6 separate regions of the Mus musculus genome follow, and regions 2, 3, 4, 5 and 6 are each linked to region 1. The links are chromatin contacts, called in public HiChIP or PLAC-seq and capture Hi-C maps. All regions are on one chromosome and are shown on one strand. Each heading gives the region's core, a stretch centred on a gene start, on an enhancer-like site or on the middle of the called end of the contact. The rest is flanking DNA. Distances are from core to core; before and after follow the strand shown. Region 1 holds the start of Pyroxd2 (pyridine nucleotide-disulphide oxidoreductase domain 2). Region 2 holds the start of Slc25a28 (solute carrier family 25, member 28). Region 3 holds the start of Nkx2-3 (NK2 homeobox 3). Region 4 holds the start of Marveld1 (MARVEL (membrane-associating) domain containing 1). Region 5 holds the start of Zfyve27 (zinc finger, FYVE domain containing 27). Region 6 holds the start of Sfrp5 (secreted frizzled-related sequence protein 5).

What was found. HiChIP or PLAC-seq counts read pairs in DNA pulled down with a chosen protein or histone mark. Capture Hi-C pulls out chosen DNA fragments and counts their contacts.
Region 2: an H3K27ac HiChIP or PLAC-seq map of embryonic stem cells shows a contact between it and region 1, with 7 times the contacts expected there. The contact joins the promoter of Slc25a28 here to the promoter of Pyroxd2 in region 1. A contact is called at or near these places in 4 of 39 promoter capture datasets (the 3T3-L1 cell line, hippocampal neurons and liver), 4 of 115 datasets of contacts at active chromatin or transcription factors (embryonic forebrain, embryonic stem cells, neural tube and 1 more) and 2 of 9 other capture datasets (adipose tissue and liver).
Region 3: a FOXA1 HiChIP or PLAC-seq map of pancreatic cancer cells shows a contact between it and region 1. The contact joins the promoter of Nkx2-3 here to the promoter of Pyroxd2 in region 1. A contact is called at or near these places in 2 of 115 datasets of contacts at active chromatin or transcription factors (embryonic hindbrain and pancreatic cancer cells) and 2 of 9 other capture datasets (adipose tissue and embryonic stem cells).
Region 4: an H3K4me3 HiChIP or PLAC-seq map of embryonic stem cells shows a contact between it and region 1, with 4 times the contacts expected there. The contact joins the promoter of Marveld1 here to the promoter of Pyroxd2 in region 1. A contact is called at or near these places in 2 of 39 promoter capture datasets (cranial neural crest and neural stem cells), 1 of 115 datasets of contacts at active chromatin or transcription factors (embryonic stem cells) and 1 of 9 other capture datasets (liver).
Region 5: a contact with region 1 is called in a FOXA1 HiChIP or PLAC-seq map of pancreatic cancer cells. The contact joins the promoter of Zfyve27 here to the promoter of Pyroxd2 in region 1. A contact is called at or near these places in 3 of 39 promoter capture datasets (the 3T3-L1 cell line, cranial neural crest and embryonic stem cells) and 1 of 115 datasets of contacts at active chromatin or transcription factors (pancreatic cancer cells).
Region 6: a capture Hi-C map of embryonic stem cells shows a contact between it and region 1, with 5 times the contacts expected there. The contact joins the promoter of Sfrp5 here to the promoter of Pyroxd2 in region 1. A contact is called at or near these places in 8 of 39 promoter capture datasets (the 3T3-L1 cell line, embryonic stem cells, hippocampal neurons and 3 more), 1 of 15 datasets of contacts at CTCF or cohesin (embryonic stem cells), 3 of 484 Hi-C or Micro-C datasets (cortical neurons and embryonic stem cells), 2 of 115 datasets of contacts at active chromatin or transcription factors (astrocytes and embryonic forebrain) and 1 of 9 other capture datasets (embryonic stem cells).

Annotation. Positions count from the first base shown.
Region 1 is chr19:42,750,697-42,754,734 of GRCm38.p6, reverse strand. Pyroxd2 (pyridine nucleotide-disulphide oxidoreductase domain 2) reads left to right here and starts at 1,960. Exons shown (of 16, transcript NM_029011.2): 1 at 1,960-2,398. The coding sequence starts at 2,272. Gm19437 (a long non-coding RNA gene) reads right to left here. Exons shown (of 4, transcript XR_386719.3): 4 at 3,299-3,440.
Region 2 is chr19:43,672,831-43,676,868 of GRCm38.p6, reverse strand. It overlaps Slc25a28 (solute carrier family 25, member 28), which reads left to right and starts at 1,988. Exons shown (of 4, transcript NM_145156.1): 1 at 1,988-2,393. The coding sequence starts at 2,103. BC037704 (cDNA sequence BC037704) reads right to left here and starts at 1,691. Exons shown (of 1, transcript NR_045645.1): 1 at 1-1,691.
Region 3 is chr19:43,610,315-43,614,352 of GRCm38.p6, reverse strand. It overlaps Nkx2-3 (NK2 homeobox 3), which reads right to left and starts at 2,028. Exons shown (of 2, transcript NM_008699.2): 1 at 1,504-2,028; 2 at 1-47. The coding sequence starts at 1,852. Gm20467 (a long non-coding RNA gene) reads left to right here and starts at 2,297. Exons shown (of 4, transcript XR_001782682.2): 1 at 2,297-2,551; 2 at 3,163-3,251; 3 at 3,443-3,951.
Region 4 is chr19:42,145,675-42,149,712 of GRCm38.p6, reverse strand. Marveld1 (MARVEL (membrane-associating) domain containing 1) reads right to left here and starts at 2,324. Exons shown (of 2, transcript NM_183195.2): 1 at 154-2,324. The coding sequence starts at 2,064. The coding sequence ends at 1,543.
Region 5 is chr19:42,168,844-42,172,881 of GRCm38.p6, reverse strand. Zfyve27 (zinc finger, FYVE domain containing 27) reads right to left here and starts at 2,315. Exons shown (of 13, transcript NM_177319.3): 1 at 2,097-2,315; 2 at 1,139-1,336. The coding sequence starts at 1,335.
Region 6 is chr19:42,200,074-42,204,111 of GRCm38.p6, reverse strand. It overlaps Sfrp5 (secreted frizzled-related sequence protein 5), which reads left to right and starts at 1,860. Exons shown (of 3, transcript NM_018780.3): 1 at 1,860-2,620. The coding sequence starts at 2,101.

The sequences.
Region 1 (4,038 bases), core at 711-3,210:
AAGTCTTAGAAGCCACATGGTATGAGGTATCTAGTTTAACCCATACCCCCCACTTTACTATCATCCCTGGGTATCTGTGGAGTATATTCCAGCAACCCCTGGAGATAGCAATATCTGCAGACTTATAGCATTTTCTTAGAGCCCTCAAATCCCCTCTACTTTAATCTCTGTGTGTCTTACACCACAAACTATTCAAATACCATTGAACTCGTTATTGTACCTGCTGAGTGAACAAAGACAGAACAGGTGTCTGCTTACTGAGTGCAGATGCAGCTGTTTATTAAATACATCGATTTCTAATTGATTGCATGAGTGTGGAGGTAGAGGCTTTGGACTCGGGGTTTTAGGAGAGATTCTTGGACAGTGTAAACCTTCCTCGTGTGCGGAGTGCTGCCCATGCTGAGGGTCGAGGGATTCTCAGAGGCCCTCTTACTCAGCCATCTTTGCCATGCCTTCTGGGTTTGAATCATTTCTGACACAGGTTCCTATTACCGTCTAGGGGGTCTTGATCCAGTTCATTTTCTCTGGCAGTTAAAGACTTCAAAGGGAAGGAAAAAAATCTTGAGAGCCAGAGAAATAAATTCTCAAACATAGCAACCAGCAGCAGACAGAAACACTGGAGAGGCTTTTATTAGGGGTGAAGAAATACACCCCAGCAGGGTACACACAGAGAAAAGGCCGTCTGCACAGCAAAGGAGGTGCCCTGGAACCCAAAGGGCCAGGGCTTTTAAGAGTGGGGTAAGCAAGGCCTGGGCTGGCCTTGAACTTGTCATCTGGTCCCTGGGCAGGCAAGTCTACTTGTTAGCATTTCCTGTAGGCTTCTCCTAACAGTTACCTAGCAAGGGCTAGGTGTGAGCCAGGAGCCAGGCACATAAGGACTGTTTGGGCTGCTGCTTCTGCTTCTCTGCCTCCTCCCTCCCTCCTTCCCTCCCTCCCCCTCCCTTCCTCCTCCTCCTCCTCTTCCTCTTTTCTCTTTCCCTCTCCCCCTCCCCGTTCTCATCCCCCTCCCCTTGTTCTCTCCCTCCCTCTATCTCTCCTCCCCTCCCCTCCCCACCCCATCTTTTTCCTCTCCACGTGTTCTTGCTGGCCACTGCCCTTCTTGCTCCTCTCTCTTTCTGTCCTTCTCTGTCCCCTTTCTTTCTCTTCCTCTACTCCTTTCCCCACACCCCCTTCCCGGGTCTCAGATAAACTTCCTTCTATACTAGGCCTGTCCTATGGCTGACACCTCAGAGGAACGCCTCAGCATGGGCCTGCTAAAGCACCCCTCTGCTGCAGCATACCCAGTTTTTAAAAAAACAGCGCTACTAGCCAAGAAAAACCTCGTCAGGCTTTTGTCCCAGGTCAGGAGGGTAAGGAGGAAGCCAGCCATCTTGGAAGCTGGCCAAAGTTATGACCTAGCTACGGCTCCGCCCCCATCTGTCTTTCTCTTGTCCAAACTGCCACACAAGGCTGCCCGTTTCATGATTGCAGCTCGCCACTTCCAATGCCTTTCTCCTGTAGAGGAGTGACTCCTGAGGAGTGGACCGGTCCTCTCTGTTCAAGATAGGGCACAGGGATTGTATGTATGGACTCATACTAGTTGAGGTAATCTACAGGTGTGAGCCCAAATCTTTGAGAAACTTTGGAAAACTGGAAAGGTGCCCAAACTGTCCATATCCTTCCTCCCAGCAAGACTAGCCTCACTGGAGTGTGCGTGAGAGAACACACACACAGCTCTTGGAGACGTGGGTGGCCTTTTCTGTCGTCCAAAGGCACTGAAAGATGACTGGGGAGGATCCCGCAACAAGGAGCAGTGGTCACCTTGCAAGGTCCCTGACTACCAGACAAGCAGGAGTAAAGTCTGAGTTGACAGCGCCCATCCCACAGCTTAGGATCTCGGCCCCGCCCCCAGGCTTCTGCCGGTACAGAAAAGGGAGGCAAGAGGAAGGCGGGGCCTCTGCGTTGGCTCCTCTTCTCCCTTAGCCCACTACCGGGCCTGGGAGAACCTAGTTAAATTGTTCTCTCTTTGGTCCCTACTCGCTTGACTCCTGGAGGCTACTCAGACTCTGCCACCTACTCGCTTGACTCCTCGAAGCTACTCAGACTCTGCCAGTTCTTAGCCTACATGCCCCCTCCTCTAGGCTGGCTTGCGCAAACTCAGAGCCGCAGAAGCTCGGACCCTGGGAAACGGTGGCCCAAGGCCAAGGCTGACACTGAACTGTAACTCCCAGCCCCTCCCCTTGCCTGGGCCTCTGGAAAGCTGACTGTGCAAGCAAATTGCTGGGGGCAGAAATGGCTGCCGGCGGCCGAGGTCTCATCAGGGCCTTGCACTCCTCTCCCTGCCCTACTTGGAAACGAGCTCAGTCGGGAGCCAACGGGCGCCTGAAGCCCGAGTACGATGCCGTGGTGATAGGAGCAGGTAAAACCAAAGAGGGCAGAGCCAGAGCTCAGGGAAGGAAGGCAGCGTTCTGCCCACCGGCCTTGGAGGGGCCTCCAAGGAGCCTTGCTGCTGCCTCTCCTATGGGCACGACCTGGCCGGGAGTTCCAGTGAGCAGGACCTGGGATGGAAGTCCTCCCTGGCCTGGGAATCAGGATCCCTGGGTTCTAATTCCACCCTGGTGTGCTGTGTGGACTAGAACGGCTCTTGCCTTCTGGGTTTAAACCTTTCTCTCTAGAATGATAATGAGTGACTAAATAAACGCAGGAGTTTCCCTGTATCTCCCGCAAAATGAGTGAGTTCCTCCCGGGACCTTATGCAGGAAGCAAAGACCTCCGGACTGTAGACAAATGAGAGCCAATCTCACTTCTGCGATCATCCATTGGAAAAGGAAGCCAGAGTTGTTTCATAAAGAGAAAAGGTGGTTGAGGGGTTCCCAGACACCCTAATGCATCCACAAAGGGTGTCATCTCCCATGGCTTCCCTCAGACATAGATACCTGCTACAGTGGTGGTCCTGCAACATCTTGCTGACTCTCAGCCTCAAGTACTAGGTTAAGGCATAGCCTAGGGCCAGGCTGCACTCCACACCAGGGCCTTCCGGGTCACACTTTTGGGACCTGAAGGCTTTTATTCCCAGCTGGGCTTTTACATAGATGATAGCAGGTTCACATTTTTTTGTGAGACGCATCACACAGCTTTAAATAAATGCTGGCCTGGTTTGGCTTCTTCTTGTGTCTACTGAGAACCACCCTCTCCAATTTGTGCACGCATGAGTGAGTGTTTATTATACACAGACTTGGTTTTTTTTATTATCGATACTAAAATAAAGATATGTCTCACACAGTTTTTACAAATCAAATATATGCAACTCTTGATTTAAATACCAAGTTGGTTTTTTTTTTCTTTTCCCATTGAAAACATCCACTCAACACTCCACTGTGTGAAGACGATGGCAGAAGGGCCCAGGCTCAGTGGGCTCCTGCTGGGTGGGCATCCCCCTGAGGGCTGGGGATTAGCAGATCCTGCAGCAGAAAGGGACAGGTCACCTGAAGCCACAGGAGAGTCAGTCAGGACTTGGGGACTGGACTTTGGGGGTTTTGTTCTTTGTCACTTAAAATCTCCTTGTCATTCATTCATGGCTGAACTGAGACCAGTTGCCAAGGAAACTTGACAAGTTTTCCAAGACTGATGAGCCACCAATGAAAAGCCGATAGCCACCACGTTTGATGCAGCCTTGCAGCGGGCTGAGTGTTTCTTAGACACTGCTAAGTCTCCTCCCTCAGTACCACAAGGTTCCACATTATATATGAATATGTATGTATATTATATATATATTACATGCATATTACTCTCTGCCTTACAAATGGAGAACTTCAAAGCAGCCACTGGTTGTTAGATGCCTCTCTGGGGGTCAAGCCAGGTGAAGCCTGGGCTGCCTGCCTTGAGTTTATGTCTATATTCAGAGAATGGTTCCTCCAACTGCGGGTTCACACCAAGGACAGGCCCAACGGCATTTTTTTTAACTCTCATGAAATTTTTCTAACATTTTAAAAATAAAACCACATCGAGTCTCCCAACCTGTGGGTTGTGACTCCTTTGAGGGTCGAATGACCCTTTCAC
Region 2 (4,038 bases), core at 739-3,238, 920 kb before region 1:
GCCATCCGTCTCTAGGTAGACAGAACCACCCTGCCACACTGCAGTGAGTGGCTGGACATTCCCTAGCTCTCCAATGCCACAAAAACAAGCAAGTAGGCTAGGCAAAACAGAAAGAAGGCCCCTGGGAGGAAAATGAGTTTGGAATGGCAAACTTCTGCACTGTATTAAAGACTGTTAATAAACATTTCCGCCTCCAGGGATGCTCCACTTCAGTAGCTAGCAAGGTGAAAGAGACTTAGAAATCTAAAGGCTGGTATCTGGAGTCTTTCCTGGGGGAGAAAGTTCTAAGGTGTGGGTCACTGTAGGACAATGTAGAGTATTATTTCTCACCATGAGAAGTCATTGAACTGAGATGATCATTTTAGGACCATAAAAAAGTAAATATGATAAGAAGAGACGGGATATAGCAGGCATTGTCATTAATTTGTCAGGGAAGAAAATTGATATTTTAACAGGACTGGGGGGTGGAGGCTTTTTTGAGATCTATTCATCTCTCAGAGAAAAGTGCAGGGTAGCAAGAAGTCTGTATATGATGTGGGGAAGAATTCTTAACCCGAGGTTAACGGAATCTCCTTCACGCTGAAACCCGAAATAAAAAGCAGTTTTGTGTGTGACTGGGGATGGGGTTGGGAACTTAAGAGCTTTATTTTCCAAGAGATCACGACACAAACGTTAGTAACTACTGCCAAAGATTAGTTGAAAGACCCGTCCGCCGAAGGGCTAAGCTTTAGAGAGGAAATGGAAAAGCCTCCAACCGTTCTAAGGAAGCGCTACGAAAAGATGGAAAAGTTTGCAATTGCGTCATCATCTCATTAAAATAGGTTGTAAAGGCAGAGCTAGAAACTGGGGAAGCGTGTGCAAACACGCTGCTGAGAAGGGAGCCTGAGGTAGCCTGCAGAACCAGCGAGCGGAAAGGGGCCCTCGCTCCTCAGTAGAGGCTGAGGCTCGAGAGTCGCTTCAGTGCCCGCTTCTGCTCAAGGTAGTGGCCCTGAGGACCAGACGTCCCTAGCATCGTTTTACAACCGGGGAGCGGTTCTCAAGAAGCAGCAGCTCAGCGGTCCCGGAGAGAGAGAGCGGACAGCCATCAGACCCGGTGGAGTTTATCAGCAAGCGAGCTCGGGATACGAAGTTCAAGTGTATGTCTCGGAACAAGCTCCACTCCCAGGCATCAGCAGTTGCTCTGCCGCGATTGGGATGGTGCTCCAAGACCCTGACACCTGTCGTCGCCTCCGAACCATCCCATTTCGCCTTCTCCTTTCCCAACGCAGAGTCCACCCAATGAGAGCTCATCGGTCCACCCACTGGAGGGTTCACTAGGCGGCTTTGGGTGGGAGGCCCAAGGCGAGCGGATCTGCGCTGATGGCACACCACTCCAGAGCCACCCGAGGCTCACAGCCGATCTCCCCTAGCGGCGGGTTGGGCCGTGCCAGGGGACGCAGGGTCCGGGCTGACTCCGCCCCCGCCTGAGATCCCGCGGGAACAGTCGCACCGTGCTACTCGACACCCGGTGCACGCCAGAGCACGCGTCCTAACGGCAACCGACAGCGGTTTGACCTTGAAGGTCTGGCTGGCACCGCCCCCTCTCCCCGGCAGTCCCGACCGCCACGCACGCCGCGCCGGGGTACAGCCGGGAGCCGGTCCCTGTCCTCCAGGCGCTTCTCTCCACATCCAATGGAAGAACGAAGTGGTTCGGGCCAATGGCCACCGCCAAAGTAGCTAGAGCGGTTGAGCCTATCAAAGTTCAGCTTTACGTTTCTCCCGCCTCCGAAACGCTAGGGGCGGGTCGATCGGGCAAGTCCGCCAATCAAGAGCCAATAAACAAGACGCTTCCAAGATCAAAGGGGAAGGGGTGGGACCTACGGGACTAATGACAAGCTATCTGACGAATAACACAGATACATTTTGGCTCCGTAAAAAGGGGGCGGAGACACGTTAGGGCCTACACCAATGGCTGTCTGGGGGGCGTGTCCTCGGGGCCAAGCGGGAGCCGGAGGCCCCGGGCTCTCTGGGCCGCGCCTGAGGCGGACGCAACGGGGCCGGGGGGCGGCGGCAGTGGTGGCGGCAGCGGCGGCGCGTGTGGGCGCCGCGGCTGGCCGAAGTGGATGGAGTTGGAGGGGCGGAGTGCAGGCGGCGTGGCGGGAGGACCAGCTGCTGGGCCCGGGCGGAGCCCCGGGGAGTCGGCGCTGCTGGACGGGTGGCTGCAGCGGGGCGTGGGCCGGGGGGCCGGCGGCGGGGAGGCGGGGGCCTATCAGCCCCCTGTACGGCTGGATCCGGAGTCCGGCCCGGAATACGAAGCGCTGCCGGCTGGAGCCACTGTCACCACGCACATGGTGGCGGGCGCCGTGGCAGGGATCCTGGAGCATTGCGTGATGTACCCGATCGACTGCGTCAAGGTGAGACCTGGACCAGGCTGCGAACCGGACCTGGGGCTGACCCGACCCTGAACCTTGTTTAGAGCCAGAATCCCAACTGAGACCCAGAGCTGATAGGTTTCTTCCTGGCTCCTACCTCTACACACGGTTTGAGCCAATACTCCGTGCAAGCAAAGTCCTGGCTGGTAGATGAGCTCAGTCAGGAACCAGGACTTACTTCTAACGGTCAGTGAGGCGAAGCAAAAATCTTGTCAGCCAAAGACTTGATCCCGATTGGGACTAAGCAGGGATGGGATGGGATTGGGGGGGGGGGATCCCGAAGCACAGGTAAGTCTATAACAAACCAGCTGGCATGAAATCAGACGGTGAACTCTATCCGATAGCTTGGGTTGAGATGTGCTTCGGGTCGGCGCTTTCACAAGCTCCTTGCTGCGTCTTTCCTTTAAAGTGACGGGGCAGGAACCGGAATCTGGGATCTCTCAGCTAGATAAAAGTACGTATTAAATCTTAACCTGGGAGTGGTTGAAAAAAAAATCATTGTGCAGTCAAAAGTGAGAGTTCCAGACTGGAATGGATGTGGGAATAAGGCATGTTAAGAAAAACGGTTTCGGTTTCTCTGCGAGGCAAGATTGGTAGCCCATCTATTTCCTGAACGTAAAAATTGAGCTGGGACTAAGATTCTATGTTGAGGGAGCAAGTGCATCAGCCCCTTACACAACAGAGGTGAAACTGATAGTCTCTTTCGTTGGGCCCCTGAATTTGACAAAAAGGAAAACAGCTGGAGGGAAGTGTGATGATATTAGAAAGCAGATGTGGAGAAACAGAATGAGATTATCAGGGTACGCTCAGGGCTGGACGTAAAGCCAACTGCATCCACAACCAAGCAGGACGGTTAATACACATACAGGTCAGGTCTCTGGGAAGAAGCCTGGGGGAAAATGGAAACATTGTTTTTCCTTGCTGTTCTTAGACTTGTGCTTGAGTCGAGATGCCAGCTACTGAAAGGGCAGTAACTTCAAGGGGGTTCTTGAAATCGTCGATGCTTTCTTTACACCACTTGTGTAGGCACTGGCCTGTCAGCTCTTTGATGGATGCTTTCCCGTTTAGGATAGCATCCACGTCAGCCATGCAAAAATCACTTTCTTCTGCTTGCCCCTGGATTCAGTACTGTTTTGCATTTTCATTTGTAAAGTGGATAAGGAACTAGGGAAAGTGCTCCCGAGGTTTTGTGAATGAGTTTGGGTGATGGAGAGAGAGTTCCTGAACTTTTGTGAATGGCATTGAGTTGGCCAGGGTTTTCAGTACACTCCAGGTTAGCTCCTAGCAGGCTAAGTGCACCTGACTGAGGTAAACATGAGCATTTTAAATGTCCTTGCCACTGGAGAGAACTAGACCGTGACCTGGAGTTAAGGCTGGAGGTGTTCCTTGGGTAGCAGCGTTTCCCAGATAACGTGCTGTGACTTACCTTAAAAGAAAGAATAAAGCCTGTATGAGAGAAATCACTAATGAGCTGTAAAAACGAACATATAGAAATAACAGTGAGTCAAACATTTATCAGAGAGACTGTAGGTTGGATGTCTTGAGTTAATGAAAGCTATATATCCAAAAGTTAAGCTTCAGAGTTACCTCCCTCATCTCCGACTACAGCAGAGGGGTCTGGAGTGCT
Region 3 (4,038 bases), core at 779-3,278, 860 kb before region 1:
CTTACAGTCTCCCGCCGCTTCCAGAGACTTCTTCAACTGACAGCTTTCTAAGGGAGAAGCAAGACATTAGCCTTTCTAGTTCTCAGGATACCACCCCTGCGCCCCAGAGGCACAAAACACTCCCGTAGTAAATGCTAGTTTTGGGGAAAGTTCATAGTTTCTGGAGCCCAATTCCGCCCCCCCCATCCCCCCCGCGTCAGGCGGAGCACCTCCACCGGGAGAAGGCGTATTCGGTGAGAGTAATTAGCTCGCATTTATTAAATTTGAGCATCAGCGAGAAAATAGATTAAATGTGCCGGTCCAGGGGCTAATAACAATTTTCAGGCGACCGCGGAACAGGACCCCGTATCTGCAAACTCGTTTGCCTTCCACTCCCCTGAAGGTGTGGAACGAGTTGGTATTGGGGACTGGAGGCCTGGATGCATGGGTTGATTGCAAAAATTGTTTCTCTTTGGAAATATCTAAGTGAAAGGCGTATGTGCAGCTCAAGAATTGATTTTTTTTTTAATTTTCAAAACTACTGAGAACGCGTCTGTGACAGTATCTGTATGTTACCTTACAGAGGAAAAACAGTTGGATGGACCGATTTAGACAGTTTCATGTCTGTGTTAGGCCTGGAGAATTGTTAGAGAAAAGATTTTGGTCTCAGCCAGATCAAATCTCCACTCGGAGAAGAGATTATTTGATCCTGTTTCCCTTTCAGACATTTCCTTATGGGCTTATTCAATTATCTGATTCTCCTGCCTGCCCCACCTCTGATCTGCTGAATGGCCAGAATCCCACTCAGAACTAATTCAGGAACTTTAACCATTCCACTCCGCCTGCAGTATAAGAAACAAAGCGAGCATTACGATATTTTTTTTCAGAGGCCTTCACCTCCTGGGTGTGACTTGCTGCCGTCATCTGATATGGATCGAGCTCCCACACATTGGCCACCACCTCTCCTCCTTGCAGTTCGAACGTAAGAACTGCAAGCTCCGAAGTAAGCTGGTGTCTCTCAAAGTCTTGCCCGAAAGGATGGCCCAAACACAACATTCTTGCACTGCCTTTTCGGGACAGCCGGGGTGACTGCCCTGGCCTCGCTGAATTCACCTCACGTTAGAAGAAAGACAGAAAAATGGCAGAAAACTGACCCCCCCCTTTTTTTTTGAGAAGATGGGTGTGCGAGAGAACACACACACAACGGACAAGTTACGACCCAGGCTCTGGGCCCCCGTCACTCATTACTCAAGGAACCAGGATTGCAATAATCACTTTTCCTTCCCTCGGGGACTGCTCCGGGTCCCTGCTCCGGGCAAGAGCTGTTCTCTCTTTCTCTTTTATCCCCGCCCCAGCACCATCTCAGGTACCTGTGCTTTGCAGAGCTGTCCTTGAACCTGGCATAGGCATGACCCTAGCCGAATGTGAAAGGGGCGGGTGGCCATGCAGGCACGGTTTGTGGGTTTATAGGCGCTGAGCCATTGCCCCAGGTGTGCGGACGCGTTTCCTTCCCCCTCTACTCACTTTGGCTCCGTTCGCTCACAACCTCCTCTTCTTGTTCCTTGGGCCCGCTGCAAGCGTCTCGGAGAACTGTATGGACATAGCTCTGAGGACAGAGACCCGAATCTCCATGGCCCTCGGCAGCAGCTAGTGAGTTCAAATAGGACAGTTTCTCTCCCTCTTCTTCCTCGTCCTCCTCCCCTGCATCGGAAAACTGCGTCCCTTCAGCCGTGGCCAGCATGCAGGGTGCCGAGTGGAAGTGCTGCTCCAATTCCGCCTGCAAGTGAGCTCCGTGGAAGTGCCGCTGCTGCTCCAGATTCAAAATGTCTTTGACTGAGAAAGGGGTGGAGGTGACCGGGCTTGGTAACATCATCAGGGCCACTTAATTGTCCAGTCCAAATACTCAATAAATCCCGGCGGGGGCGGGGAGGGAGTGCGGTGGCTCCAGCTCTTCTTCTGGACTCCGCGGTGGTGCGGAGTCGAGCTTTTGACAGACGCGGTCCAGTCTAAATCCCCTCCATTGGCCGGGACCTGGGGGTCTGGGTTTTGTTACAGCCACTGCAAGGACTGGGGCCGGGGCTGTGAAGCCTCTGTCCGGGGGCCCTGCGTCACGTCAAGGGGCGGGGTCGGCATCCTGGCCTCCTTCCCAATTGGTTCTTGTGTATGTGGGCCACGCCCTCTGCGTCCACCCAGTGGGATGTTGCTGCGCTACCAGAAATAGACAGGGACTAGAATAGGGTCCTGAGATCCAAGTCGCGGTGGGAAAAGCTGCAAAAAACCGGGTGTCCGAATCACCGATTCCCGCTCCACCTGGCTGCACCTTCCCGACCAGGGGCAGTTCTGAGAGGCCAGACTGCGGATTTCTAAGGAGAGGAGTGTTGTATCTGTGGAAATATGAGCGACGTGTCAAATTCCACCTCACCTTTGCTCTAGCTGTCCTCGCCACCTGGAGTGCCTTTCCCACCCTCATTTCCACAGTGGAAAGCTGTTCTCCGAGGAAAAGCTTAAATACCTCCAAGGAAACTCCGCCAGATCACCTCACCTAGAGGTCCTCTTCCTCGGAACTTGCTCAGTAATGTCACTTGTCACTCTCCCATCTAGTGCCAAAGCTGTACTTAGTGTCCGCTCGATTGTCACTTTAGATTGTGAGTCCCTGAGGGCAGGGTCCAGACCGTACTTGCCCTTGCAGCCCTCGAAGTGGCTTCAGAGAGCAGGTCTGTAGAAGACAAGACGACCGAGTTCTGTTAGTGTGCAGAGGCTCTATGCTTCGAAGCCTGGCCTGAGTCAGTATTTGGTTTTGGACGTTCTCAGTTTCCTGGTCAATATAAAGGAGCCGAATTGCCTCTTCTAGGGTTATTGTTGGAGTTTTTTTGTTTTTGTTTTTTAAAGGATAACCAGGCCGGAAGCATAGCACAGTTGTCTACTTAAAGCAAAGAGCTCAATACTTGTAACTACCCTTGTTCTTTGTGGGAGGTCAGAGCAGTGTTTGTTGCCTGCATTGATTCTGACCGGGCTGGTGTTCCACTGCACACACTGGGTGGCTCTGGTCTCAGAAGGGAGGGGACCCCCGCTGTGGCTGCAGCTCAGGCAGCCTTCTGAAGGGAATCGGGAGCCCGAGCCTAGGCCTCAACTTTCTGAAACGCCTTATTTCTCTCTTTCTGAAACCGTGGTTGTGTTCTGCAGGGAGACTAAATGCAGCCTCAGATTCAGAAAACTGCCTGATGGAGACCACCTTCTGGTATCCACCCGCCTACATACCTAGCCCCTGAGTGGTAAGGGGCACTATTGTGAGATTAAGAGCAAAAGGTGTGGGCAGCAGGCCTTGGAAAACCAAACTAGTTCCGCTTTCAACGTAGGGTTCCTCAGTAGGCCGCCCTTGCTTTTATTTATTCTCTCTCTCTCTCTCTCTCTCTCTCTCTCTCTCTCTCTCTCTCCCTCCCTCCCCCCCCCCCCGCCCCCGTAGAACCTCACAGTTTGGGAGAGACCGGCCTCAACTAGAAGGGTTCGCCGGATGGCGGCGCGGTGACCGAGGACGACGCCCTAGGAAACTTGTAGACAGGGCATGAATGCGGATTACGTGGAGAGCGGCCTTGCGGAACCCCGAGGCGGCAGCGAGAGGAGTTGATGCCCTTGGTCCTGGAAAGAAAGAACTGCGGGTTGGGAGGAGAGAGAGGCGGGGCTCTTGGGGGGGGAGCGGAAATACAGCGGGGAGGCAGCTCGTGGGGCCACCCGGGAGGCTGGTACGAGGCTCCCTCCACGTGCTCTGGGGGAGATGGGGAAAGATCATCTGTGGTTAGGCCCCGGCTCCTTGAAACCATTCCTTGGTCGCAGGAGCCTTTTTGCTCTAAGACTTGAAACTAGACGCTGCGGGCAGAGGCCGTGGTCTCTACAAAGGGCCCGCCAGCCCACCAAGGGAAGGAAGAGTGTGCCTGGTTTTGCTGTGGATCCGAAGCTCAAACATCCAGAGGTGGGGTGAGTGCGCCGCGCTGCAGGGTGGGGGACTTTGAGTGGACGCGTGCTGCGCGTCCCAGCTGCCAGACAGAGGACCAGAAGGAAACC
Region 4 (4,038 bases), core at 1,075-3,574, 610 kb after region 1:
ACAGTGGGTTTTCACACCATCTCTGGCCCTTGTGGTTATCAGTGTCACTCTTCATACTCTGTGAATAAGGTCACTTTCAGTTTGGAAGAGGAGGTGGCCTTGGGCTTCCTGCTAGAGGCCTATGGCACTTCCCAGTTATCCAAAATGCCTTACCTTAGAGGTGGCACCAGCTGTCCACCCCAGGTCCAGATAGTTCTCAATTTGGTGGCAGACAGAACTCACCGCACCAGCTGCTCAGAGTCAATGCCAGGATCTCTTTGAATTGGGGGATCATCTGGATATCCTTGGCTTCTTGTTTCCAACAACGTGAATGAATATTCAACTCTTCTCAGGTCTCTAGCTAGGGAGGGGGTCCTAGCTCCTTTGTCACTGGGTGGACCCCCAGTTAGAGTTAGGGAAAAAAGAGCTTCCTAATTTTCAGTGGGTCAACCTGTAGGCATGACCTAGACAGCATAGACACAGTCTTGCGGTGGGGATGGCTTAGGCCCAATAGTTACTCCAGTGAACTGAATTACCATGTGTGGCTGCGATACCTGCAGAACTTCTCAGAGAGACCGCATTGTGCTAACAAACATTGTGAATGTGCTCGGGAAGGCAGCACCATTGACAGACCCGTTTGCCTTCTACCCCTTCTTTGGGAAGTAACACAGTACTGGCTCCCTAGACAACCCACTGCTTTAGAGGAAAGAGTGTGCTTCTAATATTAGAACAGCTGTTTGGAAGAGCGGGATCTGGGTTCCCAAAGAGGTGGGCAGCACCTTAATGATCGCCGTTGGCCACGTGGGATCCCCAATGCAAACATATTTATAGGTGGAGTGCGGCGGAAGCTAGTGAGTGACATCTGAGAGGCCAGGGAAGTTAGTACAGTTGGCCCAATCTGAATGAACACCAAGGATTTAGGCGGAGAGAAGACTTGCGTCGTTAAGTAAGGTATAGCCAGCAGGCCTTTGCTATCCACCACTTCTGTAGCTGACTCCACCCAAAGACTTCGTAGACGTAGGGCTGCGCAGGGAGAGAGCCAAACTACAACTAAAGACGTCATCCATCATCCATCCTAGCACTAGCTAAAGCCTGTCCCCAGCTCCTCTTGCAGCTGCCTGACTGCATTCTACACCTCCCTAGGCTGGAAGAGGGGGCAGGGAAGGGATGCTCTTCCGACTGCAGGGCAGGAGGGAGGGGGCAATGGCGCAGTCCAAAGACTGGTTCCAATTTGGGAGCCTCCCCCGGATCTACGCGGCGGCGCCTGTCCACGTCTAGCTCTCGACAGGGAATGAGGAAAGGGACTTCCAGGCTTCGCCTGAAGCGGCCCAACTGGGTGTGTGCGTCGGCGCCTCGGATGGCTGCGTGGGTCCCTGGAAGCTGATATCTGGGCTGAGCTGCGGTACAGCAGTCAGACTAGAACTGAACGTCGGGGATCCAGGGCGCGGGCAGTGGAAACGCAGGCAGGGAGAGGGTGCAGGGGCACACCGGCACTAGGCGGCGGCAGGAAGGGTTCGGGAGGGATTCCCTAAACCGATCTGGGCCGCGGTGGAGCGGGTGGCCTCACACCACCTCCTCCTTGCCCTGGTAGCGACGGCAGCAGCCGTAGAGTGCCGAGAGTAGGTAGAGGCCGAGGCAGAGGCCGCCGCAGACAGAGGCCGCCAGGAAGGCATGGTAGGCGCAGGGCAGCCGGTAGTTCTTGAGGTTGCAGTAGCTGTGGCGCTGCGTCTGGTCGATCATGATGCCCGTCGCCGCCCCGTAGAGAGCAGCCGCCAGCAGGTCGTGCGCCACGTTGACCACGAGCCAGCGCGAGCCCAGCACGGGCACCAGCTCCTGCTTGCCCAACAGCGTGATGAAGTAGAGCCCCAGGGTGAGCAGCCAGAAGAGCACGGACACGAAGAGCGCGAAGTGCACCGGGCCCTGGTACTTGCTGGTGGCAATGGTGATCCAGAAGGCGGCTCCGGCCAGCAGCTGCAGCAGCCGCAGCACGCCCAGCGGGCCGCGCAGGAAAGCCCGCTGCAGGCGCAGGGAGCCGCGGGCCGTGCGCGCCTGGGGCGGCGGCTGGCGCGGGGGCGGCGGGAGCATGGCCCCCGGACGCGGCGGCGGCGGCGGCGGCGCCCCGAGCAGCGGAATGGCGGCGCCTTGCTCGCGGGGGCGGCCCGAGCCCGGGCCCGCTGCTCCCGCTGCTCCCGCTGCTCCCGCTGCTCCCGCTGCTCCCGCTGCTCCCGCTGCTCCCGCTGCTCCGAGGCCTGCCCTCCTCCCTCTACTTCAAGTCCTCAGCGCTGCTTCTCATCGGCACCCTTCCTCCCTTCTCTCCTTTTTCTCCCTCTCTCCAGCCCTCCTACTCGCTCTTTGGCCGTCCCCTTCGTTGGTCTCCACCCCTCCTCGCGCCTCCCAGCTTCCTGCCGTCGCGCCCTCCACCCTGGCTACCCCCCCTTTCTCCTCCGCTCCCATTCCTTCCTTCTGCAGCCAGGGCTGAATGCCCGCACCCCCCTGGCCCATGACAGGCCTTTTGCCCAGGCTGCTGGGCCAAGTTTGCCACATCTGGAGCCACCCCAGCCCTTCCTGCCTCGCAGGCCTGGCCGATCTTAGGTCTTCGAGAAGAAAGCTACAACAGCCTCTGCCCAGCCTGTGGCTGGACCCTCTTGATTCTCTCCAGTCACAGGAGACTGGAGACATAATTCTCTCCCATCGAGGCGTCCCATCAAGCCTGAGTAAGCAGGAGGTCTGAACTGACAGTTGTTCTCACTGGGACATCCTCAGTACCCTTCACTTGCCCACCACAAACTCGCCTGTCCAAAGCTGGTCTCAGACTGTCTTGCCATGAAGGTCTCTTGGTCAGTGTAAGAAAACTATCACTCACTGGAGGCCCAGCTGCCTTACCCACAGCGCACAGAGCATAGCAACGCCAAACACTTCGACCATTCCTTCCTGGCCATCTTTGCGTCTTGCTTAGATTAAAAACATGTCACCTAACATGGTCAGGACAGGCCTAGGTCTCAGAGATGGCATGTCCCGTATGCTTAACTATTGACCTAGATGGCAAGGATCCCAACGATGCCAAGGTTCATTGACATTACAGGGCCCTCTCTATGTAAGCTTCCCGCGACCCAAGACAGGAGAGCAATAGTTGTTTTCATTTTTCCTGAAGACTGAAGGGTTTCAGACCAGGAAGCCAGAGATGGCTTCTCTGCTCTCCACCCCACCAAAGAGCCAACCTTTGTGCTTCAGCAATGTTACACAACTGACCTGGCTGTTCCCAACCCAGTATGGAGCTGTGTCCTGTCAATGTGGCACATTACATAATCTGTCCCCAACCAACTTCCAGTTTCTTGGGTTTTTTCCACTTCCTTCCCCAACTCATGTCCAAACTCTGTCACTTATGAACTGCAAGTTTCCCACATGAACTCAGAATGCTCTTTATTTTCCAGACACTCCCTCACCAGCAGACATACCCAGTTTAAGCACTTACTGGTTTAAGGTTGAGCTCCCCACATTGACAATTATTTGTTTGTCTGGGCCTCCATTTGAATCATCCCTAGTTCTGAGTCTACTACATCAAAAACTGGTCTATTCTGGCTTATCCATCTTTGCCTGAGCCTGGCATGTAGGAGCCCCTCAGTACATACAAATGGAGTTGCTTGCCAATTGGCTGCAGGAATAGTACTGGACCTAAGTGTGGTGATTTGAATAGATACATCCCACATAAACTCACTGCTTAGCCCATAAGGATTGGCACCGTTAAGAGGTGTAGCCTTGTTGGAATCAGTGTGGCCTTGCTAGAGGACCTGTTTCACTGTGGCTGTGGGCTTTAAGGTCTCATGTGCTCAAGCTGGAACACTGTGGAACACAGTCTCTTTCTGCTGCCTGCGGATCAAGATGTAGAATTCTCAGCTCCTTCTCCAGCACCATGTATGCCTGCATGCCACCATGCTTCTTGCCATGACACTGTAACAAGAGTTTTAGTGGTAAGGGTATCTCTTCACAGCCATAAAACCCTAACTAAGACACTAAGCAAGCCACATTTGCCTACAGGACAATGCCTGCATCAAACCACAG
Region 5 (4,038 bases), core at 1,066-3,565, 580 kb after region 1:
ACATAAAATCTAAAACAAAGATAAATCACTTAAGGAAAAAACAAACATTTTAATGTAAACAAGACAGGCTAGGCATAGTGGCGCATGCCCTTAATCACAGCACTCCAGATAGTGGCAGACAGACCTCTATGAGTTCCAGGCCAGTCAGGAATATAATAAGACCATGGCTCAAAAAACAAAAACAAAAACATTTTTTAAAGCAAGTTGGTCCCAGTACTTGTAAGTCTGCAACAGAATGCTTGGAAGTCTGAGAGCAGCCTGCACTATGAGTTTCAGACTAGCCTGTGATATATACAATGAAACACTATCTCAACAACAAAAAGAAAGGAAAGGAAGCTGGAAGAAAATTACTGAGGATTAAAAAAATGAAGCAAAAATAGAAAAAAATTGAAAACCATAATCCCAAGTAACAGTGAAAATGGCATCTCGTTTTTTCAAAGGTATTTGTAGTTGAGTTTGTTTAAAATTATAACTTGATGGTAAGATAGCTTAGCCAGCTGGGCAGTGGTGGCGCACGCCTTTAATTCCAGCGCTTGGGAGGCAGAGGCAGGAGGATTTCTAAGTTTGAGGCCAGCCTGGTCTACAGAGTGAGTTCCAGGACAGCCAGGGTCACACAGAGAAACCCTGTCTCGAAAACAAAAACAACAACAACAACAAAATAGCTTAGCCAGTAAAGTGCTTGCTGCCAAGCCTGTGTCTGTCCCTAGAATCCACCCTGGAAGGAGAGCTAACTCCCAAAAGCTGCCCTCTGACCTGCACACAACGCCACATGCATACAAAAGAATAAAAATCAAGATTTTAATATTAATTACATTAATATTCAGAGAGAAAAGGGAAAAAAAATCCCTACATCTGCTCTAAGCTATACTAGGCCAGTGTCTTTCCAGCAGTCCCTAAGAGGAGCTTATCCAACTACAGTCCTGATGAAGACCAAGTGGTTCTCAGTTCCCACCTTCCCTGCATAGCGCTGGAACACAAGTAGACCTGAATACACCTAAAGGTCACACAAGTCTCCCCAGAACTAGTCATCGCTAGAGCAGAAAGGATAGCCCAACTACTGCCTAGCTGGCCAGAACTGCTAAAGACCAGGGAGACAGGAGAGCCCAGAGGAAGAACAAAGGAACCCTAAAGTCTGTACCTTAGCAAGTATCGAACACCGTCCCCTGCATCCTTCAGGGGTTCCAGGTAGATCTCCAGCCTCTTGTAGGACAGGACCAGGTTGAAGAGATCAAACGCTGCTGACTTGGTAGGGGCAGGTGGACACTCAGAGAGAACCTCAGGCATCCCGCTGGGGCTCGCCTCCGGCCCACTCAGGTCCCGATCCGAAGTCTGCATTCTGTAATCGTAAATCCCTACACTCACGATGCACTTCCAGACTACAACACATTTCCCCCTTGCATTACAGTTCGTGTGGTTCCTAAGGTTAACTGTGAGAGGTGAACGCGAATACCCATCTCACACTGCAAGAAATTTTATTCCTACTGAAGTAGGAAGTAGCAGGGTGAAGGGGATGTCTTCGCTATAAAGCCTATCACTCTTCATGAGCCCCTCCAACGCTCCTTTCCCTCACAGACCTTTCAAGAGCATATAAACCATTAATAACCAGGTTGTTGAAAGAAGGCAGTAGGTAATGCCAAGAGAAAAGATGTCCTGTGACATCTTTCTCCTATCTTTAGCTCCTCCTTCAGGTGTCAGGGTAAGGGGGACCATCTTGTCCTGGGAAGTCTTTATGAACGCGCCAGTGTACACTGGGAGACCCTTACCAGGGCTCCCAGAGGTTCATGAATTTCTCCTAACAACACTCTTATCACGCTCTTAACCCTGGCTCCCATTCATCACTTGGAAAGGGGTCGACTGGACCCCAAACTCTCGACAGGACGAGCTAGGGAGAAAGGGAACCCAAGCAAGCGCGAGACAGGCTTAGCAGGTCAGTGCCGACAGAGGCCCAGACCACCAGCCTGTCTGAGGCCGCGCAGGGCAGGACACGCCTAAGGTCGCTGTGCCTGCAGGTGGCGACCCACACGCGGTGGGAGGGCCGGAGGGCCAGGCTCCGTAAATAAATACAGTGAGGCTGGGGCGTCACGGTCGTCACCTACCCGGACGCTGTCCCAGGAAAGGAAGAGACAGGAACGGCCAGGGGGACAGAAGGGCCACCAAGCCCCGGAGCGGTCCCTCAGGCCAGGCCCGCCCCACCCCACGCCACGCCACGCCACCTCCCACCGACGCTCCGAAGTCGCAGGTCCACCCGGGAACCGTCTGCCCCTCCACCGCCGTCGCTTCCGGGACGCGACTCACTCTGCGGTGGCGCGCCCGTGACGTCACCGCGCCCGTCCCGCCTTGGGTCCGGCCTCCGGGCTTAGCTCCTCCCACCCAAGCGCAGGTGAGCAAGCGCGTTGATACTGCGCCTGCGCACTCTTCCCTCCTTGGCTAATTTCTGGTTAACTCTGTTCCTGCCACCCAAGAGATGACTCGTTTAATGCCCGGGAGTCCTAGGACCTGGGAGCCAGCCTAGCTCCGGAACATTACAGCAAGGACAGTTAGAGAGTCTAGCGTGGTGACACACTTGTAACCACAGCCTTTTGGTTTCTGAGGCTGGAGTATTGCAAGTTCAAGGCCAGTCTTGGCTATGGGAGCTTCTGGCTCAAAAAAAAAAAAAAAAAAAAAAAAAAAAGTGGGGCGTGTGGGGGCAGGGATGGAGAAGGATAAAAAAAAAGAAAGAAAATGTGGATAGAAGCTCTGAGAACCTAGGGAAGACAGAAAACACATCTTGTATGTCAGGTGCCTATGGGTAGTGCCATTTTAACGGTGAGAGAGCCCCTGGCTTGCTGCAGGAAGACACAGCAGCACAGAAACCAGCTGTCTGCTATAGTGCTTGCCGTGAGAACGCAGAGACAAACTGTACACGACACTGAAGTTTCTCTAGTAGTATCAGTAATTTCGAGGGTTACAACATTAGCAGAGACGGAACGGTGGTCCGTAGCTGCTGTGTTCAAGGTCCTGTGCAGGCCGTTCCTAGCTCTATCCTCTTCACATCTTGTGACCCAGCTGTTGTCCCTTAAAACACACCTCCCATGGGTTTCCATTTAACCAGCAGGCAGGCAGTACACTAAGCTTTTTGTGCACATTATCTTATCTGTTCCTCCTTCAATAACCCTATCGGGGTTATCACCATTTCACAGATGAGGAGTTGTAGTCATGGTAAGTAACTTCTTTAATGTCACAGCACATAAACTGCTCGGAGCTGGGATTTGAGCCAAATACATCACTGGATGCCAGCAACCCCAGCCATACCACCACCCACACGAGGCTGCATCCACTGGCTTCATCTGTCCTGCTGTTCTCTCTCAGGTGCCTCAGTCTCAGCCAGCTGAACCCTCTTTGTTACCTGCAAGGGCCCTGGACTCTTGCCAAGTCCTCAGATTGCTTGTCACACCTGCCTGCCCCGATTCTTGCTTCCATCCAAACCCAAGCAAGCCATCATAGCAGGAGTCAGCTGTGAGCAGCCTTCCCTAGCTGTTCAGCCGACAATAACCCCTCCTCTGAGCTACCCCAAAGCTTCACTGACATCTCGTCCAGCATCTCTTTTTCAGAGAGACAGGCACGCCTGCTCTCCTCAGCCAGGACTCAGCTGCACTGGGAATCTGGGCTCTCCTCACTTCCTTCAGGCTGGTCACTGTCCCACAGGCTCTGAAATCTTTACTCTCAGTAATACCCCTTCGCCTGGAGACAAGATGCACAAGAAATTTCTTTACCTCCACTTTTGTTTCCTCCTCTGACTTGCCCGCTCTTCTGCTCATTCCTCACCTATTCAGCCCTCGCCAACTGTAATCCCGTCTTCCTGGGTCACCTCTGCCTTTCTGGCTGCCACACCCAGCGAACATTTCCAGTCTTCCTTGCAGGAGCTCTCAGCAACACTGGACACTTCGCTGTTCTTCCTTTCCCCACCTGAGCGTCCAGGAGACCACCTCTCTTGGCCTCCTACCCTCAAGGTCTCCTTAGGGTTTTTCTTCCCTTGAATGTCATCTATCTGCCACCTTC
Region 6 (4,038 bases), core at 611-3,110, 550 kb after region 1:
TAAGGGTCAGGATAGCTCCTACTTGCCAGAGGCTACGCAGGTAGTTGGGAAAGAGGGGGCAGAATTTGAACCTGGTTTTCAGTTGCAGACAGCATCCTTTCCCATTACTACTGTACCCTGCTTCTCTCTGTGGGGATCAACCTTTCGCCCATCTGCAGAGACTCTTGATGCTACACATAAAGGAAAGGCCCCAGCTGGCTTATACGTGGACTCAACTATGTCAACCAGGACATCAGAGGCATCCCATCCCAACCTGGACTGCCTGCTTCCTCTGCTCCATCAGCTACATGAAGGACCAAGCCTTTGTACCTCATATATATCAGCATGTGGCAAGTGTCCTCTATGTGTGGAGTGGATACTATAGTGTGGGTCCACCTCTCTCCGCTACATGAGCAGGTCGGTTAGAAGCCAAGAGCCCTGGAAATATTGAGGAGCAAAGAGAAGAAGGAAGGACAATTGGGGAGAAACGCTCCTTATTCAAAGTGGAGCCAGTCCCTACCCCCTCAATCCCTACCCCCCTCACATATACTCCACTTTCCCACCCCCGGCCCTTTGGAAGCTCGTCCCCGGAAGGGAAGCCAGAGGTCTGGTGAAACCAATAAGAGCCTCCTTCCGCAAGCCTCTGTTCCAGTTCCTCTCACAGAAAAGTCAAGGAAGACAAAACCCAGACAGACACTAAGCGTGGGATCCTGGAAGTCACCTTTCTGATGTCTGCTTGGAGGACAGAAGCAGTTCTCCTTACACCCACAGTGTTTCCTGCCCAGGCTGGACTCTATCTTGCCCAACAATAGTGACTCTGCTCTTTGGAGCCTACCGCCTGAATCAGACCCTGCCCTCCTTAGCGCATGACCCTGGGACAGTTAACCCCACGTCTCCAAATCCTCAGAATCCAGACCTTCAGGTTGTTGATGTGTGCTCTGACTCTGGAACCGCACTACCTATATCCAATGGCCACTTGGAATCCTCACCTGACCTCAGCTTCAGCATCTTTATCTGTAAAGTAGTGATAATAAATGGTTCCTACCCTCCTTAGGGCATCACTGTGAAAATTCCATGAGGTAGGTTATGAAATGTGCCTAGGACAGTCTCCAAGCACAGCTAGCACCTATTGGGTGTGAGCTTTCATTAGAAAAGGGCATGGATAGCCGGGCGGGGTGTGCATGCCTTTAATCTTAGCACTCGGGAGGCAGAGGCAGGAGAATCTCTGTGAGTTCGAGTCCAGCCTGGTCTACAAATTGAGTTCCAGGACAGCCAGGGCTGTTACACCGAGAAGCCCTGTCTCAAAAACAAAAACAAAAAAACATAAACAGATGTTTATAAGGTCGTTCAGTGATGCACATTATGCATGGCACTTAGTAGGGATTCATTAAATAGAAGCCAAAATTCCCTTTACCCTGCCCCCTCGGGTGCCACGGATTTGTCTTAGCCATCTGCTATCCCTAGAGGGCTGCCAAGTGCCTGGCATTGGACAGAACCTCAGGGCATACTTAAAGACCTCAGGGTGAAGCTCTGCTTGCCTGGCCAGGAGGGCGTGGATGGCCAAGAGACTCCATTATCTGAGAAGAGCGATGGAGGTGTTGGAGAAGGGAAACCAGAGCCGAGCAGGGAAAGGCCGAGGCACAGAGATAAGCAGGTGAAGTGAGTGAGAAAAGGAACAGGAGAGAGACTGTGGTGGAGAGAGATAAAAAGACGAAGCAGGGGGCAAGGGTGAAAAAAATGCTGAGCCCCCAGGAAAAGGCACAAGGAGAGGTCTGGGCAGCAGAATAGTTGACGGGTCAGGGTCGCGAGGCGAGGCGGGACCCGAGGGACCCGAGCCGGGCGGGAAAGACTCAGGGTTCCTCCCAGGTCCGCCAACCCGGGGCGGGGGTGGGAGGTGAGGGGGACCAGCGGCTGCAGATTGGCTAGGGAACGGCGAAGCCTGGGCTGGAGCCCCGTGGTGGGAGGCGCCTGGATCACTCCGGCAGCGGAGCGGAGCAGAGACTGCCACCTACTTGGACGACCCTAGTAGCAGCCGGCTTCAGGGAACATCCCAGCCGGGGCGCACGCCGGGCAGCGGGGCGCCGAGCACCGAGCCGTCGGGGCAGGCCGCAACATCCAGCCATGTGGGTGGCCTGGAGCGCACGGACGGCCGCACTGGCGTTGCTGCTCGGGGCGCTGCATGGGGCGCCAACACGCGGCCAGGAGTACGACTACTACGGTTGGCAGGCCGAGCCGCTGCACGGCCGCTCCTACTCCAAGCCACCGCAGTGCCTCGACATCCCCGCCGATCTGCCGCTCTGTCACACGGTGGGCTACAAGCGCATGCGGCTGCCCAACCTGCTGGAGCACGAGAGCCTGGCCGAGGTGAAGCAGCAGGCAAGCAGCTGGCTGCCACTGCTGGCCAAGCGCTGCCACTCAGACACCCAGGTCTTCCTCTGCTCGCTCTTCGCTCCCGTCTGCCTGGACCGACCCATCTACCCCTGCCGCTCGCTGTGCGAAGCCGTGCGCGCCGGCTGCGCTCCGCTCATGGAGGCCTACGGTTTCCCTTGGCCCGAGATGCTGCACTGCCACAAGTTCCCCCTGGACAACGACCTCTGCATCGCGGTGCAGTTCGGGCACCTGCCTGCCACCGCGCCTCCAGGTAGCGCCTTTGCGCCCAGAGCGCCTCGGACTGATCCTCTCCCCAAACCCTCATCTGTACTCCCCGATAGGTGCCAAGCCCCTATACACAGCGCCCTGGCACTGTCTCCTTTTTCCTTCCAACCTTTATAAACTTGAAGCTCTGGGTATTCCCACTAGTTCTCTCCCAACTCTGACCTGTACCTTGTGCAACTCACAGCACGCTCGGTTTTCCGAGCTGCGGAATCCCTGGAAGCCTTGGAGACGTCCCTCATAAATGCCGTATTCCTTTCCTCATCTCAAGGATGCTTGGGGTCGCTAGGCAGTTTCTTTGACCTGAACTGCCGACACCCAGACAAGCGCTACTCCTTCCCTGACCTCGGGAACTTTGAGAAGAGGCGGGTGGTTAGGGAAGCCCTGAGGGCCCTCGTTTCAAGGCCTGTAACCCTAACTTCCCCTCCTCCCAATTCCTAGGCTTTTGGGTACTTTACTTTTCTGAACCTTCTTTGCCCAGCAGTGAAGTCCAGCATCTTGAGCTCCCAAGCCCTGCTTCCCACTGGCTCGTTATACTGCCATTAGACCTGATTTCTGATTCATCTTCCTTTTCATTGTGCAGGTCCTCAAAGCTGTCCCATATCTGGGGGCCACACCCCCTCCTCCTTTCTCCAAGAATGCCTGTCCTCTTCCAAACTGGCCTGAGCCCCTAGCATCTCCCCCGCCCCCCACATACACACCCATAGCTCCCAGCAGGCAACCTTTGCCTGTTAACTGGGATAGTGAGCGCTCCCGTGAGCCCCCACAGCTGGAACATTCAAATCTCCCCCCCCCCCCGCCCCACCACTCCTCCCAAAGCATCTGAGCTCCTCTTTGTATCGCCCTAACCCCTCTCAAATTAATCAGCTTGGTCTTAGGAGCCTCCCACCTTCTCCTTCTCCCTCTCTGGGGGATTCTGGGAGGGAAAAGTCTCTATCTTGAAGGCTGAGAGTGGCAGGCAGGAATAGAGTCAGCTAAGCAAGAAATCCACGGTTCCCAGAATCCTCCAGGTTCCTTTTATAGTTTCTTTGGAGCCCAAACATGAACAGCAGGACAAACTCAGGCTCAGAACCCTGTCCTGGCCCTACCTTGCTACCCATGACTCCCCTTCTCACAGCGAGGCTTGTCACCTGGAGGCCAGCACACAAGAGAACCCAAAGGCAGGTTGTAGAAAAGTGTGAGTGGCCAACAGATGACATTAGAATGTTTCACATAAAAATGAGTCGTTTGGACTTTCTTCGAGAAAGTTAATGCTGGCTTGTGCCTGACCCCTGCAAATAATATCCACCCTGGTCATAGAGCAGGGGCCACAGTCCTGAGCCCTAAGCTCTGCTGACTAGGCTACCACATTACACCTGGTTTTCCTCTGCTGATAAGTAGAAAAGGCAGTGCCCGTTTCACAGCAAG